Regions from separate parts of the Rattus norvegicus genome. Here region 1 is linked to region 2. Evidence: chromatin contacts called from public HiChIP or PLAC-seq data. All regions are on one chromosome and are shown on one strand. The core of a region is the stretch at or near the end of the contact, and the rest is flanking DNA. Distances in the headings are between cores, read along the strand shown.

Region 1 (2,700 bases), core at 2-2,501, 230 kb after region 2:
ATTTCTGTAAAATGAGACCCACTTCCTTCACTAAATTTTGTCCATTTGTATTTTGTCTGTTTTCTTTGTTAAATTTTCAACCATATTTTGGTTTTACAGTTTTATATGGGTTGTAAAAATGAAAACCTACCTAGATTTCTGTTTATACTTCTATCTAGTAAGCAACCCAATAATAATAATAATAATAATAATAATAATAATAATAATAAAGAAAGCAAGGCTATGGTAGTATTACTTTTTTTCTGAGAACGTGGCATCATGCTATACTGTTTCCCTGAGTCAGTGAGTGTAATGGAAACGCTTGTGTTTGGGGTTCTAAAGTTGCACCATACTTGAGATAGGGTCTCGACTTTAATTCTTCTTAATTGTTTTGTGTTGGCCAAGTCATCCCCAGTCTCAAGGCTAAGTATAATCTGTTGGGTGGAAGAAATAGGGCTTCTGTAGAAAACGAAAAATACAAGGAGCACACAGTACTTAGCACCATGGCAGGACTGAGGTCACTAAGCACAGAGTAATAGAACATGTGAAGTTAGTCCATGTGCAGTAAGTGGATCAGTGTGTGATGGTTACAGGCTTTGTTTGCTGTGGTTCTGCACTGAGAACTTAACAAGATTGAGATGATTTATTTCCTGTATAACAGAACCTGTCATTCTTGAGATGGGAGGGGAAATCACTGTGATTTACAGGCAGCCTTTCAATTTCTTAGAACATGGTCCTTTATTTTAAAGAGTAAGCTTTGCAGATCTGGGATAGCTTCCAACTGGGCAATTAGATTGCTTTCCCAGAATTCACATCTTATTTCCAGCTAAATGCATTATTGTCAGGCCCATCTTCTCTTTTTATATATCTGAAGACCAGAACAAAGGAAATCTACTACAGAGATTGCTCTATTTCACCAAGGACGGAGCATTCTATTGACCAGTGGTTTGGCAAGTCACTTGGAATACTTTCTGAGGAAGAAAGAGAATATTTATAAGAAAGTATATGATTTCAAATACTATGAGTATTTATTTGAGATTTGATGAAGTTTTAAATAATTATGGGATAGCATTAGCCTCTCAAGTGTGAGAGTCTATCTTAACTGAAACAAATTTGTCCACTTACAGCCAGTGCTGTTCCACTGAAACAGTATGACTCTTAAAGCCAATAGACAGCTATTTGGATCTATCTTGCCTACTCTTGAGAGTTTATCTTTCTTTAGAAGTCTTAGGGATGTAGTTTCCATTTGGGATGAATTAAACTTTTGGGTTATGGTGGAAATAAACCTATTTTATAGTGAGTGGGGAGCGTTCACTGATGGAGATGACCACGGATGCTCTGTGTTATTGGGGAGTTGAAGCAAAGAGAAAAGCAGCTTTTTCTATGAGTAACCAAGAAAGAAGATCCTAGCCAGAAGGGTGGGCATGTGAAAAGCATTGGTCAGATAAGGACTTGGGAAGAACCAAGGATGGGTAAGCAGCTCAGGGTAACTGAAGTGCATTAAGCAATGAAGAAATTGGGAGACATCTCAGTGAGCTAGATCACATCAAACCACATCTCAGTGAGTTAGACCACATCAAGTTGCATAAACCATTGTGGTGAGTTTGGTATGCATTCCAAAAACAGGCAATCACCAAAGGACTGTTAACAATCAAGTTTATATTTTTATGATATGATTTATACTTTTATGAACTGGTCGCTATGTGGGAAATATAGTGTAAATTATGAAGGTGAACGTCTTAGTCATTTCCTGCTGCTGTAACAAAATGCTTTAGACTTTGGAAATTATAAACCATAGACACTCATTTCTTATAGGGATTGGGCATCTGTAAGACCAAGTCTGGTGAGGGTGAGGTCTTGGCTTCCTAGATGATCCTTGGAGCCTTCTTCTGTGAGGAAGGAGGTGGGTGTAAGCATACGGGGTTAAAGGAATCTAAAATCTCTCTCCTCTTGGTGGGAGCAAACCGCTCATAGGATAACCTCCTCACTCAAAGTTCCCTCTCACCATTAGCAGGATGAGATTAAGTTGCAACATGAGTTAGAGCACTATAGAAATTATTTAATTTCAAGCAGGGGTTTCTACCCTGCCTTTGTTCATTCAGTTCCCAGATAAAAGAGACACAACTTTTATATTTGTAATAAGCCTTAATCACTAGAGCTGGGCACATATCTACCCGCTAAGCTATTGGAATCTACTTCCTCATCAATAAGCCTGAGTTATAAGTTGCTGTATTCTATGTGCACCCGGTTATAAAGAAAAATGAAATCTTGATATTTTCATGGGAAAATATGGAACTGGAGATCAGTGTATTAAGTGGACTGGATCAAAATAAAAAGACAAATATCAATGTTTTCTCCCATATGTAAGATTTAGATTTCTCTGTGCATGTTATGGGTGCAGTGCGTGTGCGTGTGCGTGAGCGCGCGCGCGCGCGTGTGTGTGTGTGTGTGTGTGTGTGTGTGTGTGTGTATGTTTTCCATGAACAGCTTTTAAAACATTACTTCCAGAGTCATCTGCCCCATTCACAATGGGTTTTACCTTAGATGTTTCTCCTTGATTTTTATATGTAGAAATAATTTGTTTTTATTTAAAATTATTGTTAGTTATGTATCTGTTGACATGCCTGTTTGTTTGTATGTATACTACATACATGTAGTGCCTGTAGAGGCCAGATGAGGGACTCAAATCCCCTGGAACTGGAGTTAAAGGTAGTTGTGAGG
Region 2 (2,700 bases), core at 32-2,531:
TGCTGGCAAGGAGACTTTCAAATGGATGCAGAGATAAAACTGGTCTTTCCTTTAGGATTGGCGATGGCCAGGTAATTTGACCCAAAGATAGCCTTCACCTCGTCTTAGATATCTTTACAGACGAAGCCTATGATCGTGTGAGTTATTTACTTATGTTTTCAGGTGAGTGTGTGTGTGTGTGTGTGTGTGTGTGTGTGTGTGTGTGTGTCCTCTATCCCTAACTAGGATGGAAGGAAGCTTTCTTTCAGAGTGCAAAGCTGAGCAGCCTCTCCCTTTAGGTCTATCTCACACTCATTACAGGTCTGCCTGGCCATACTAGGTGATCAAAACATATTTAGCCAGTAGAAAACGTTAATGATGGCAATGGCCAGAAGCACAGCTATTCGTCCTAATTTTCCAGGTGTATAATTGCATATATCACCTCCTTTAATCTTTGTAGTCACCTGGGTTGGTAAGGGTAATGTCACTGCCTTTTAGGATCAGAGATGTCTAGATCCCAGAAGCAATTTTCTTAGGCCAACAATCACAGTTCCTCTTTGTCAGAATTACACCTCCAGGACTCATTCGACCCTGTCTCTTATAATAGTCACAAAACACCCATTGTACAGATCTGAAAGCAATTCCCCTAAGACACTCCACTCAGGCTTAAAATCTCTCTGGGTTTGAAGGGCTCTGGTCCCTTCCCTGTAGTACATAGGTTTGGACATGAGAATGAACATGAATATTTTACATTTCTGTCCTATAAATCCAGACGAGTTTTGTCAGAGCTTCTGAGAGAAACTTGCTTTCAGGAGAAGTCTAAGCTGGATTTCCTGTAGTCATGTTTCTCTTGACTGTTAGCTGTCTCGAGTGCCTTGACATCAAATGTAAGCACTGTGTGATTCACTGAGGTACTGTGGTGTAGGCATTGATGGCAGTCATTAATGTTAGCATAGCCCAATACAACCTTTCCCATTTCTACCATCTCTGTAGCAAGGAACCCTGGCTCTGAGAGGCTAAATAACTTCCCCATGGTAACCCAGATCAAAATCTGAGTCCTGGTTTGAGCAATTGTAGGTAGCTGGCCTCCAAGATACACTCTCAAACTCTGGCACTCCATTAGTAAACAAGTCCTGTTTATTCCCTTGGCTGCCCTAGGAAAAAAATCTCCAGGTATGGTAACAGCACTTCCCAGAATTATGCAGCTTAGAAACTGCACCATGGTTGGTACTCATGGGGATGCAGGGCATCCTGCAGCTAGCATCCCTTCCCTCTGTGTTTGCAGTCTCAGCCTACGGCTACTCTTCAATTAGTTTCCATCTGTAGGAACAGCAATTCCCTATGGGAACACGGGCCAAAAAGAGAGACCAGCTCAGCCAAGAGCCAAAAATATCTTCACTGCAGCAAGTAAGCTAGCGATGGAGAAGAGAAAAAAAATTTCCCTTTGATTCCTTGGACCTTTCCCAAAGGCAGCCCACTCAGCTTATGTAAGGAACACATACCACTGAGGGATGCAAGTGTGGCCTCAGGAATCTAGGATAACCCTACCAGTTACATAGTAATTAAGTTATTTGGGGGCCACCCGCATGCCTTTTGGGAAAGTTGCCTCTGTGTGCATATTAAATTGCACGACCCAGATCACCAGATCTGAGCAAAGGGGCCATCATCCAAAGATAGTGGCAAAGTCATTCCAAGAGGAACAGTTCAGACAACTCCCTTCTTGCTTAAACTCTTCCTTTGAAACACCAGGCAACAATATTCGAAGGGAATTCTGTGTCTCATCATATTAACTCACACATACTTCAGTATATGCACGCACCTCTGTATTCAGACATTTTGAATAAATATCTAGCAACAAGAACTCAGTCTATTTCAGGTTGTCACCAGAGGTTGGGACATCAAAATGAGTTAGACAAGGGATGCATTGGTGGTTGGTGAAATACAGGTGCTCAGGGTTGTGCTGAATGAATGCTGAATGACACCTCCCCATTTTAATGTGTAAGACAAAAAAGAAAGTGTAGAGACAGGCCAATGACATTTGTCAATGACTCCAATAACTTGTCAAATGAGATGATTGTGTCAGCACGGAAGGACCAGACTCAACCATTTCTGGAGGAATTCAGACACAATGGCACATCTCTGAGTTTAATCTTCATTATTTATGTCCCTCCATTAGTATTTTAAATCTACACAAACAAAACAGTAAATCAAACACTGGTTTTCAGTGTTTGCCAATTTTCAGAAACACACACTCTGGCCAACTTTAAAGTCACTGGGTGTGGTGTTTGACGAGATGCAGAATACAAATATCTAGGGTCCCTAGAGCATAACTAACACTGACTGTAGCAGTTAGAAAAGGATGTGTTTCTGGCACTTACTTTTTGCTTTAAATACAGTTAACCTTGGGTTCTGTACTCTGATTTTAGACAATACTGTGATGAACAGCCGCCTTGCAGCAATTCCAGATTCCAGAAGGTGACACTGGTCAACTCCAGAGACATCCACACCTGAAAGACTCCAATTTGAGCTGAGAAAGAACTGTCTGTGTGTGAGACACTTTGTAAGAAGGACTATTAAAACACTGGGGAGCATTAAAGGTAGGTTAAGTTTGGTCGCTTGAAGGTGCTTTTGGAAACAAAATGTCTTTTGAGACCTGCAGGAAAGCAGGCGCCAACTCTGTGAAGCAAGTGGCTTCTATGGGCAGCAACATGACCTAGAACA

Evidence for each region. HiChIP or PLAC-seq counts read pairs in DNA pulled down with a chosen protein or histone mark.
Region 1: a contact with region 2 is called in an H3K27ac HiChIP or PLAC-seq map of oligodendrocytes, with 6 times the contacts expected there. The contact joins two enhancer-like sites. A contact is called at or near these places in 3 of 12 Hi-C or Micro-C datasets (the A7r5 cell line, Schwann cells and prefrontal cortex) and 1 of 1 datasets of contacts at active chromatin or transcription factors (oligodendrocytes).

Annotation. Positions count from the first base shown.
Region 1 is chr18:35,482,915-35,485,614 of GRCr8, forward strand. No RefSeq gene overlaps it. Among named protein-coding and RNA genes, the nearest start is that of Stk32a, 26 kb to the right of the region's middle. Within about 2 kb of position 1,252, at least 1 of the 93 cell types and tissues checked has an H3K27ac peak or open chromatin away from gene starts, as enhancers often do.
Region 2 is chr18:35,252,865-35,255,564 of GRCr8, forward strand. It overlaps a transcript of Ppp2r2b not described here. Among named protein-coding and RNA genes, the nearest start is that of Ppp2r2b, 89 kb to the left of the region's middle. Within about 2 kb of position 1,282, at least 15 of the 93 cell types and tissues checked have an H3K27ac peak or open chromatin away from gene starts, as enhancers often do.